2 separate regions of the Gasterosteus aculeatus genome follow, and region 2 is linked to region 1. A link is a contact called in public Hi-C data. All regions are on one chromosome and are shown on one strand. The core of a region is the stretch at or near the end of the contact, and the rest is flanking DNA. Distances in the headings are between cores, read along the strand shown. Region 1 holds the start of kmt2cb (lysine (K)-specific methyltransferase 2Cb). Region 2 overlaps arhgap21b (Rho GTPase activating protein 21b).

Evidence for each region. A called contact is a pair of places that touch in the nucleus more often than the background predicts.
Region 2: a Hi-C map of skeletal muscle shows a contact between it and region 1, with 2.4 times the contacts expected there. The contact joins the enhancer-like site here to the promoter of kmt2cb in region 1. A contact is called at or near these places in 2 of 6 Hi-C or Micro-C datasets (both in skeletal muscle).

The regions. Positions count from the first base shown.
Region 1 is chr3:1,379,168-1,385,318 of fGasAcu3.hap1.1, forward strand. It overlaps kmt2cb (lysine (K)-specific methyltransferase 2Cb), which reads right to left and starts at 2,567. Exons shown (of 58, transcript XM_078098607.1): 1 at 1,800-2,567.
Region 2 is chr3:1,453,341-1,459,660 of fGasAcu3.hap1.1, forward strand. arhgap21b (Rho GTPase activating protein 21b) reads right to left here. Exons shown (of 24, transcript XM_078098611.1): 22 at 6,009-6,114; 23 at 3,857-3,888; 24 at 743-3,754. The coding sequence ends at 2,174. Among protein-coding and RNA genes, the nearest start is that of arhgap21b, 25 kb to the right of the region's middle. Within about 2 kb of position 2,466, at least 1 of the 9 cell types and tissues checked has open chromatin away from gene starts, as enhancers often do.

The DNA of each region.
Region 1 (6,151 bases), core at 1,317-3,816:
AAGAAAAAAAAAGAAAAAAAGAGTGGTGTGTTCTGCAACACATTACAGCAAACATAGCATGTTTTCATATACAAATAATAATTTTCGAACGTTAGATGCGTCAATACACACAAACTAGTTGCTGGTTCGTTTTTCTGTAGCAAAATTCAATTCCCGGTGGACAACGGTCAACTTCTTTAGATTTAGTTTTAAGGAAAGCAGCGAAATGGTTTTAAACCATAGTGGGATTCATTGTACATGACCTTGTATTCTTTTGCATGGCAACTTATTTTTCTGCAATATGAATGCTGAGTGGCATTGAGCACATTTTGTTTTCCCCAACGGTCATTTATCATTACTGCTGTCGGTGTCTTGTCATGTGTCCGTTGGATTGAAAGGATCCTGCATGGCCTGCAATGATTTCAGAAATGAGAGAGGCAGCTCTCTATTCGGGCTGTTGAGAGATTGTGGACATCATACCACATTTCACTGCCGATCTGTGTTAATTCTCTCTTTCTCTTATGTCTGTATTGGCCTACAGGCTTTGAGGACAGATGGTGGTCCACTAACACCAAACTCCACGAGAAATATTACTCGCTGCAATGGCGAAAGTGTCAGAACAATTAACCATAAAACTACGAAATGTGAGCCTAAATCCTTAAGATGAGAAACGAGGGCTTAACATTGCACTGCTCGCCGCAACACTACCGGTGGTGATGCAACAGCAATTAGTTGGATAAGGACCATTTTATAACCAGATTGAATGGCAGAAAGTGACGAGAATAACGTTGATCCTTCGGAGCATCCGAGGTTGGGATCCGGTGCCTGCGAGTCAGTCACGACCACCACTATCGTCGCAATCGGGAGGCGTGCTAACGTTAGCTTTTGTCTAACTCAGCCCGGGCACAAAGCAGCGGCGCACAGCTAGCGATGCTAACCCGTTGTGTTGAACTCGGTCGCCTTTTTCCTTCGGCGACCACAGACGAAATTAAAACAATTGACGTCGTTTGAACGAGCCGAACGCAGGGAGAGGAACGACCCCGCGTTTCGTATACAACGGAGACGTGGAAACAACTGGCGTCGGGTCGCTGCGTGCGCGTTTGACGGACGTCAGTCAGAAAGACAACTTTGAAAGGAGAATTGGCGAGACGTTAGCAAACAGGTTACGCTGTGGTTGCGATTAGTTGGCCAACTCGTCGCACTAGCTTGTAACTAACGCCTTTGCCCCCCACCACCACCCCCAAAAAACACAGCAAACACCAACGCTCCAGCCTTTTGTTGTCCGGCGGCTAACGTTGGCTGGGGGGGGGGGGGGGGGGGTAAACTTAACGTGTAACGACCGGGCTGTCCGTTGGCCAACTTACAACCGGGTAACGTTCCTGTAACGATGGTCGTTGGTGACCGACACACAAACACAAAGGCTCGGTCTATTTACTGGAACGGAACTGTTCGGGGGGGTGGGGGGGGACTACAATGCCACACAAAAAGTGAAAATGATACGTTATACAATGACGTAAGCTTCGTTTTTCTGCTTTTTTGGCGTTAGCTGACGCTAGATGGGTGCGAAATGTCGACGGCGCGTGTTGTGTTGAACGGGAAACATTTGCGGTTTCCCGTGTGTTCCTGAATATCACCCGTGAATCGCCCCCCTGAATGTTCCGTTCCGTTGAATAGCCTGAGTCATGAAAGCCAAGGCGGCGACAAACCCCCAACCTCAGACTGGAGGTTGATCATGTTGCCTCAGCTTTACTTCGCAAGCTGAAAGCAAAACAGATCTTGCTTACATACAACAAATAAGTAAATATCCCATTGCGGCTTACCTTCCAGCCCTATGAATAGCGAATTATCCTCTTCATATCCAAAATACTGGGGATGAAACGTCGCACTTTTATCAGCCAACTAGCTAGCAAGCTAATGGAGTTAGCTAGCCTCTCCAATGAAGCAACACCGCAGTTCTCAAAAATGCATCACGCATATCATTATATTCCAACGTTGTAATGTTATTCCCAACTTTGCCCATTTGATGGGAAGGCAGATGATGTAAATCCAACAGAAAACCGCTTCAGTTGCACACGCATTTGCGGGGATCACTTTCCTTTCTCCAATGACAGCTGTCGTCGCACGAGTTCGGGTTATAGAGCTAACGTTAGTTGCTGTTAGCCACCCGAGTCTACCTCCAACAAATATAATTTTTTTTACCATAAAACGTATAAACAACTCAGCGCCAAAATCCAAGCGGCTGCAAAAGTCAACAGCCTGCAAATTAAAGTCTAGATTAGAATCCTCGGCGAGCACACAGCGACGCGCAGAGCGACCGTCGGGTGCCGACCGCTTGGTTGGCAACTGGTTCTATTTTCTTCAGCATCGACAAACTGCGGGACCAAGCGGCCAGTTAGGAGACTCTCGCAGCCGGCCTGCCACGCAGTAACCGCCTCCAAAGACATGTAAAAACTAACATTAGCTTGCCGACAATAACATGTCGCCTTCCACGGTGGCCGAGCTGCAAAATTACTGTTTAATCTCACTAAATTAAGTTAAAGATTACGCTTCGATGTACTCTATAACGGTGGCCATATCTAATGATAAGTGAGACCGAAGCACAACCCCTCTAGGCTCCTCGAAAAGTAGATCCGCCTCCCCCCTACCACAACTGCGGCGTACACATCTTTCCGGGTCCGTCTGCGCCGTCGAAAAATTGGTGATTTGCGAGCGCGGACAACGTTTGGTGACATCAATATGATTATGTGATACAAATACTACGCAAAACGTTTGACAATTTCTTCAAAATACTCTCTGACCCTGCGGAGGGATATGGGCATTCAGTAAATAAAATAATGGCCGGGGAGGGCGGAAAACATGGAGTCCGGGATCCAGCCGGGATGGAGGGGGATCGTCAACCATCGGTGCTCCGGCTCATGCAATTCGTCGTCAACAACAACAGCAGCAGCTGTAGTGGCTCAAATAGTCACCAGGCTTCTCCAGAGCAGGGCCGAAACACACAGGGGCGGATTAACTATACTATGTGAATGAGCTGGTTGATGGCCCGTCCAGCTAGCACCCATTCAGGGAAGACCCTGAGCAAATGGGTCCCCGAGCTACACACGACGCCGATAGACCTGCTTTCCTTCTGTGTCACAGGCACACAGACACACAAACGCTAAATCCTAATGCATGCATTGCATTAGGCGTCTAGTACAGGTAACCTGCTAATAGGCAGACGTACTGTGCACGCAGGGGTTAAATGACAGAAAAGCCCCAGGGGTTGGCTTCCAGCAGCTACACATAAGTAAAAGAGCCAGTGGGTGAAACGAATGTACGTGCATTTTGTTTTTTTAGGGCGCTTTTAGCTTCAACTTAGTCCTTTCGAGTGAACCCTTCAGAAAATGATCTGGGAAAAAACAAAGCTCTTTTCCTTTAAAAGGTAAACCCTGGCATCTCTTTCCCAGACCACGAGCGCCCCCTGCTGGTTCATATAAACACAAGTCACACAACAGCGTTTGCGTTTGTTATTGTTTTTTTAAATTAATAGTTAATTAATTAAAGACAATTCAAACAAACAAGTAGAAATATAGCGACGACTTATATAAGGGAGATATGAATAACTCATATAGTAAAATATTCCACAAATGCCAGAGGTCACTAGGCACTATCTCACTTTCATGCCAAGACCATCTGTGGTTGAAAAGAAAAACAGTTGAAAATATGGTTTGTATATGGAATTAAGTCTTTTAGTAAGCGTATACAAGTTGATTCTAGTTCTACAGGTCTTACTTACAGCATAATCATTCATATGAGGTATATTTTTCCTGGAAATTGAAAAAAGAGAATAAGGGAAACTCTTATCTATCAACATGTTTTACCTTGAGAAAAGATAGAAATCCTCACATGCAGTTTAAAAGGAATACACACATAAACAATGTATAAGGTGTTTGTCTGTCTTACAGTTAGCAGCGTGGAGCTTTGGACGCTGGGTTGGGAAATGTGTCTTTTAATTTCGGTTGTTTTGCTTCAAAATGTCTTGGCTTATTCACATAAAATGGCAGTGTCATTCTTCAAAACATTCATTAGTCATTTTTCTATTAGACTAATTATAACTATTCAGACTTTACAGATGTGACTAAGTCACCCAGCGCTGTTGAATTAATCTCTAAGCATGTTTTTATTTTTTTCAAGAATTTCCCATTTTGTATTTGCTTGTGTCCCCTTAGATAGCAGTTGTTCAGAAAGCGTATATATATATGCCTCATATAATATATATATATATTTGAATAATACATGTTTTGTTTGGACACAAAATATCCCTTATGATCTACAATTTAAGATTCAATTGAATCGAATTTGATTCAGAAACACAAGGAAATGAAGAAGACTTCGGAAACAATATCAAAAACGGTTTCTAGTTGAGAAAAGCACTTCTCTTATATTACATCCAGAGGGCAGCATGGCTCTATTTTCTCACTGTCTGCTCTGTTCACCATGCCGCTCATATAATATCTCCTTCCCCATTGTTTAGCCAGTTGTTTAGCCAGTTGTTCAGGTGATGAGCAGTACAATTGAGCTGATTGCAACAGAAACTCACAAGTTCTGCATTTATCGAATTATGTGGATGGATCTAGCGGTAAAAGGAAAATCCATCGACGCTCACATTTCTGAATGAGACTCGCCCCACCATTTCAATGCTTATTTAAATCTCTATGATGACAATTACAATAACACATGTTTATATAATTATCAGCAGACAAACGTGTTTTAATACAATTATTAATTCCAGCGAAAATAAAACCTAATTACATGCTGGGTAGTTAAATGCAAAAAGAGCTTTGTTCTGGTTGTAGAGCCTAATTGACGCCCTTTGGCTGTCGGTATTAAGGGCCAATTTTCAAGAGAATACAGAGGCAGTGTGACTAAGAGATGAAATAGGCTTTTTTTTCCGAGGCCATTAACTTACACTTTGCTGGCCATGCAAGCCATCATGTGGGGGTCGGGTCTCGAAATGCAATAGATGTGCTGCTTCCCACAAAATGACAGCCTTCCATTGATGCCGGCGGTTGTTTTCCGCGCGGTTATCTGAATTCAAGCTATATATGCATTTGGATAAGCAACATACACACCTGATGCAAGACGAACAAGGCTTTAGAGACAAACACTAACGTTGCTCAAGGTAAGAGTAAAGGCAGCTGCGCTGCGTTTGTAGGACAACAGGACAGACAGCTGCCGGGTGAGTAGATGGAGCGTATTCATACGACAGTGGAGACAGGAAACATGAGACCAGATGCCGACTGGGCTCTTTGTCTGCACAGGAACAGGTAATGTAGAGTTTGGCTCATACTAAATCACTGCAGAGCCAGTTCATTATTTTCCATTGTTAAATCCTGAATGCGTTTGAAAATGTTGGTGTGTATGTAAGAACAAAGTTCACAGTGTACAATCTTCGACAGCCTCGAGGATTTTTTCATTTCAAAGAGAAAACGCTCCCTTATTTCAGTGAGAAATTTGCAGCATAATTCCTATGACAACTGGTTGAGTTTAACCTCAGTGTGGAATGATTTCTTACTTATCTTTGAATAGTGCCCTTTTATTAAAACAACAAATATTGTAACGTTTTGGAACAAAAATTCGGGAAAGATTGGTTTAACAGAACAAATTGGAGACGTGAATGTGACAGAGAGAAAGATAAAAAATAGTGCTATTTCTTTTCTGGCCATAGATTAAGAATTTAGTCTGGACCATCTTTGAATGAAACGGAAAGATGGGGAAGTAAAAGTTGTAAGTCTTTGTTAAACTAGTAATGTGAGATACTGTGTACGGAAACGCATTGAAGAACATACTAAGCTAAAAAAACATCAACCATCAGCCAAAGACGATCCACGTTCAGATAATAGAGCCTTTATAACAGTCACCACAGGCTCTGGGTGGAGCTCATCAGCTGTCAATCAACATCCGGCAAGACAGCAAACAGGACACAGGACTGGTGGAAGGGAGGGGCCGTCCCCCATAAAGGACATCAGCTGATCCCAGAAGAGATGATGAATGAATCGAGGGTCTCATGACCAATATTTATAAATGTCATGAAATGACACGTGAGTTGGAGGTCGGAAGTGGGGGCGGATGTCTTCTTAGCCCTTTTGGGTCATGAGGGAAAATGAATTGCACTGCGGAATTATTCTTTAAC
Region 2 (6,320 bases), core at 1,216-3,715, 74 kb after region 1:
ATACTATGATTTGGATACATCGTGGCTTTTTGTCAACATGTTGTACTTGAACTTGCTAAACTGACTTTTAACAAAGTATACGGAGAGGAATGTTATTAAAAGGCTAAAGCTTCAGCACACACAAGGATGGACGACTAAAGAGCGGCAGAGTACATATAAATATTTATACTATTTATTTATATGGGACTTAGTCTACTTAGTTTTTTTTAATTAATAGGGCAGCGTGTCATTTTATGGTAAAGTATGTTAAAACTTCATGATGGCAAGAAAATGTATTACTTTTCTGTTCACTTTAACTTAAAATACTATTAAATTGCAAAGCAAAGAAAATCCTGTATATTTCATTTGAATCTTTATTGTAACAATAACCAGGTTGAAAAACTCGATTGCAATGGTAGAAAAGTGTTTAAAAAACACATCACCAATGAGTTCGGCCCTTTTTGAGATCAACAAATTCAAGTGTAAACAGTTTTCACAAATAGATTTTATGAAAGCCAGAAACTAATATTCTAATATCCAGGCTGCAGAGGAAAATGAACGTAAATAGATTGAATCAGTCTCCCATTAGCATGAAGTGACTTTCCATTGTTTTATTATATCAAACTTAATCTGACCTTTTCGGACTGACCGACCGACAGGAAAGAAAACGCAGATCTTTACAAAGTAAATTAGTGTTAAAAAGCTACTTTGAAAGGTCCTTTCTTAAATATACTGATGGTGAACAAATAAACATGCAAAACAATTTTCCATCGACAAAATTTATTTCCAGTGTTTCAGGAGTCTGCGCACCCCCCCTAACAATCAGAGGAACACGGCATCGGTACAACGTTTCCTCACGCAGAACCTCTGTCCTCAGAGGAGTACCAACAGAACCCACACGGGCCTCACGGGGCCACACGGGGCCTCACGGGGCCACACAATACTGCACTTTCGTCTTTCAATCCGAGGGAACTGAAAAGTAAAGCAGCTAAAACATGGCATTCGTATATTTACATTTAAGTTACTTATTTTTTTTACAAGAAACATTTAAAATTCAAGTTCTGTTAAAATCAAAAAATGAAAAACAAAAGAAGAGAAGTATAAAACATGTTAAGACCGGAGTGGAATGCCTTAGGAATGGAAGCTCGGCATTTCGTTTGTAACCTCTAGAATGACTAAGACAATAAAAACGTCATTCACAGTAACATCTTCGTGTATCTCAACAAAGACAATATGGCACCCTTAACAATTCATTGAGAGGCACTTCCTATTGTGAAAAACATGATTTTCTGATTTGAATCCCCCCCGTCTTCTTTTCCTTCCTCTTGCGTCAGATGTGTGAAGCACGAGCACTTAAACCACGGCACAACCTCTGGAGGGATGTTGTTCGCTGCTCTTTGACCGCATCACTGGGATGAATAAGAACCTTTTTTTTCTGTTAATTGCATAAATCCAGTGTCTCCTTCGTCCCCGTTGTACCTTTGGAAAGGCCCCTCGCTCGTCGACTCCAGCTCAGCGGAAACGCAAGCGTCTAAAGCTCTCAGTCAGCGTCACAGCAAGCACGTCTGTACATTCTTCATTTGGTTACAGAGAGACTCGCCGACTTTAAACTAACTTTCTCTACACAAAAATAGTTCTTTGTTTTTTTACTACTTCCTATTCCTTCTAAGTCAGTTCATCCTTAAAGCCACTTCGCTAAACTTTGAAACAATCACGACTCAAAGTGTCACTCGCGCTCACTTCACAGGCTCATTGTTTGATGAGCGGCAGGTCCTCTGAATCTTCAGCACAGCAGGGATTCTGATCGGGGGGGGGGGGGGGGGGGGGGGGGGGCAGTGAGGGGGGGCACTCCTGCTGCGCCAAGTCATTTGTCATTAAAAAAAAGGAGAAATTAAAAAGGTATAAACACCATCTAGTTTCATGCCTTATAACATGAGCAAGCTCAACGAACCCTGTGTGCAGTACAACACACACACAAGTCACAGACCCACACAAGTCACACACACACTCCATACGGTTTTGTACGACATGCTCATTTGCTGACAGACATTAAACTGACAGACTCCCGGATACGACGAGGCAGAAAAAACACACTCAAGACTCCCAAGTACACACAGAACACACACACACACACACACACACACACACACACACACACACACACACACACACACACACGCGCGGCCGACGCCCCTCACAGGCACTGGTAGAAGCGCGAATTGACCACCTGGGAGTTAGTGAGCTTATGAGGGTGAGCGGTGGCCGAAAGGCTCAGATTTTTACCCTGGGGGGCGTCTCCGCTCAACACATCCGCCGAACGGCGGCGGAGTTCGGAGGAGGACGAGGCCCCGAGGCCGTGGCCGTGCGCGCCGCACTGCGCCCCCTGCTGTTCGGAGGGCTCCAGGCTCACCTCGGGGTTGCTGGTGCGGTGGCGCTCGCGGACGATCCAGTCCCGGATGGAGAAGTCCTGGGAGCTGCACTTGGGCTTCAGCTGGTCCACGGCCGACAGCTCCGAGCGGGAGGCCGAGCCGATGTGCTGCGACCAGTCCCCCAGGACCGACAGCTCGGCAAAGTCCCTCTGGCCGCCCATGGTGTGCCGGCGCCGGATGTTCTTCTTCTTGCCGCGGCCCTCCGGGGACCGGCTCCTCTGGCTGCCCACGCCGAACATGTCGTCCACGGAGGTCCGCAGGCGCACCTTCAGCCGGTCGGTGATCTTGAGCTTCCACGCGGGCTCCGCCTTGTCCAGTTCGCCGCGAGACGAGGAGCCGAGGCTGCCCGTGGAGACGCCCGCGGCGCAGCCCGACGCCCGCGACAGCCGCTTGGGATCCTTGTCGCACCAAGCCGCTGCGTCCAGGGACGACTCGCTGGCGGTTTTCTGCTGTGCCGCCTTCTTCCTGGAGAGGGTGTCGCCCTCGATGAGTCTGTAGGTGGGCAGCGGTCGAGGAGCCGCCGGCTCCGCTTTCCTCGCGGTGAACACGGACAGGTCGCTCTCGCTGTCCGTCTCCATGGGACGCCCCTCGCTGACCAGCTCGCTCCGCTCGTCGTCGGCGTCGTCGTCTCCGCCCCGGCTCTCCGCCACCGACTGCACTTCGGGACTGAGGGTGCCGAGTTCGGCTCCGGTCAGGAACGTCATGGAGGAGGTGGTGGAGTAGTCGGAGGTGATGGAGCAGACCTCCGCTCCCGGCCCGCCGGGGCAGGCTTCCGGAGCCGCCGCTGCCGCTGCCGCCGCCGCCGCCTTTTCCCGCCTCGCTTCCGGCACCGACGCCTGGGAGCTGGTGCTGTTCATGGTGCCGAGGTCGGACACCGTGTCGTCGTAGGCGGACGGCGGGTCCGACGGAGAGTACTGGTGCGCCATCGGCAGGCGGTAGCCGAGGTCCGGGGAGCGGGCGGGCGAGGCGTCGGGGGAGCCCCGCCCAGGGGGGGAGGAGAGCTGCTCTGGGGGCCGGCAGGGGGACGGCTGCGATATCATGCTGCAGGAGAGAGACTCTTTCCTCTTGGGTTTGTCGGGCAGCTTCTCCGAGCCGAGCCGGTGCTTGACTTTCTCGGCGGTTTTGTCCGTGTGCCCCTCGCTCCGGGTCCGGTGGTCCGGGGACCACGCGGGCCGCGGCTGGCTCTCCTCGGCGAGCTCCTTCTTGGGGAAGACGGCGTCCAGGTCGTCGTCCGAGCTGCTCGGGTGAGCTTTGTCTTTGGGCTTCTTACGTTTGCGGCTGGCGAAGAAGGAGGAGCGCAGCATCTCTTTGCTACACTGATCCTTCCCTGATCCCCACAAGCCCTGCTGATGAAAGAACCAGGACTCATCAAAAACAAGGCGCGGGAATATCACAAATGAAAAGGAAAAGAGAGTGACGGCTTGAATCAAATAAGAGGAAGACATTACCTTTGATTTGGAGGAGTCACTACATGCTGAATCTGTATCAAAGAGAAGAGAGAATTAGAGAAAAGTCTGCCGACCCCCTGACCCGCTAAAAACAGTCAACAAGATAAAGGAAGACAAAGGGTTGAATGTTGGCTTAGGGAGGACGCCATGGACACGATGAGGACAGTGACAGCAGCTGGATGAAAGCAGACAGGTTTTTCAGCTCAGAGAGACGGGAGGACGGGTGACCAGTGGAGGAAAGCAGCGGAAGAGGCCTGAGATGAAGGGTGAGGGCGGAGAGTGGAGACCCAGCGGAAAGAACCAAGACACGAAAAGCAGCTCATGCTCGTGTGTCGATGGAGCGGCGGCACATCACGGACAAAACGCCAGCCACGGAGCGGCGCACGGAGCCGCCGACCAGCTGTGGGCATTCTTTCCCCAACCCGAGACACACCACAGACTGGGGGAGGGGGGTGGGGGGGAGTCGCCTCTGACTTAAGGGGGCCTGAGCGGAGCTGATCAGTGGGTGTATGTCGTGGTCGCTAAAGAGAAAGGCGCTCTCGCTCCGAGCTGGACTACCTCCCGCGGCGCCCTCTGAACGGGGTCGACAACAAACAAAAAGGCAAATCAAACAGAGTTCACAAAACTTTGTCTCCCTTTGCCAAAACGAGGAAAACAAACTGCTAACGAGGGTTAGCACCACTGCTGCTATCCCCCCTTTTCAGACGGAGAGGGTGGGTCCAAAGCGTGTGCGTCATCGCTGTGGGGGGGTCGTGCTGGTGATTAATGGAGGTGCTATGCATTCTGATTCAGCAGTGGGAGATGAGCGCGTATGAGGCAATATTCGTCTGCGGTGGCACGGAGACAAAGATTTTGAAATAAGTACATCGAAAAGGAAAAACACAAAAACTACTGGAAGCTATAACCACATGTGCATGCTCGGAGACCCGTCCACTGCTAATGCCTGCGTGTGTGCCTCTGCGTCAACAGGTCCCTGCTTCTTCATGTGCCGTATGTGTGGGTTTGCTTTGCGTGTAAACACGTGTGTGCAGGGGAACATCCAGCTCAGTCCCGCCGCTGCGACCCCGCCCGCAGACATCATGACACAGTGATGCCACATGGCCGGGAGGGGGCCGGAGGTTGACCGTACCATGCTACTTGTCCTTGCGGTCAGCTTTAGAGACAACAAGAGACAGCAGAAGGACTTTCAGACAAAGCACAGCAGCATCGCTCTGTATCCCCTCAATTTAGGGTATTGGTTTAAATATGAGACGTGCACACCACAGGAAAAATGACAAACATCGACTTCTCTTTCTTTCTTTTTTATCTCTTTTCCTCCTTTCGCCCCCATTTTTAATAGAGCTGCGGGTTTCTGCAGACTAGGCAGCTACACTGGGCACAACACTCGTCCTTCTTCCTACAGTCCCAGCTGTCCATCACTGACATAACAGAGTCCATCAGTGACATCATCGAGTGATAGACGCCGCCCACTTGGCCTGTGTCAAGATTGGGTAATGTGTGAGTGCTGGACAGGAATAAGGGAGAAAAACAACACACTGCACACAGAAGGGCAAAGGTCAGAAGGGTTAAAACTTGCTGCTTCTTTTGGTTCGTTAGATTTTATTGGGGAAAGAACATGCCAGGATTATGTGAGAGACGAGGAGGAGGGGAAGAAAAGAACCGAAAGAAAAGGAGTCGTCGTCTCAACACGGGTAAAGCACAGGGAGAAAAAAACAAAAGAAAAATAAAAAAAGACGTGGAAATAAAGAGTAAAGCAAAGGAAATGAACAAAAATAAAACTTGGGAGGACGGTTTTATCTCTTTGGGCAAAAAAGGAAAACTGCAAAACCAAACAATAAAAAAACTATATAACTTATATTAAAAAAAAACATGTATTTTTTTATTTTAATTACTGAAACAAATAAACAAATCCAACTTGTACAACTTATTTTTTACTCAAAGCATTGGAAATTATGGACAACAGGCATGATGTTCATTATCTAAAAAACTGATATACACATCTTAACATTTCATCTTGGAATGGATTTAATGCACACATATCTTAAACTCTGATCTACTGAAATAATAATAATGGAATATCGTGTTGCAGCCATGCTAACCTATGTTTACTGTGGTCACTGCTGCTCCTAAGGGATAACTCTCTCGGACTTACCTGAGACTTCGCCCGGTGAAGCTGTGGTCCGCCCGATGTTGGAGAGCAGGTGGTCGATATTGGGCACAGGCTGAGAATGCACCGTGCTTTCCTGCTCAGCCGTGGTCTGCGGGGAACGACCCGGTTTGAAGAAGAGCAGAAGAGGAAGCAGCGCAGATAAGTGAGTCGGAAGAAAGACAATAATAATAATAATAACAACCACAAAAAAAGATATAAGTTGCATTTCCTCCAAAGCCGCTGGATTCATTGATGGAAAAGGTGAGTTAATTGAAATAACCGTGTGCCGGTCTGCACCAACATCGTCGTTTGAGC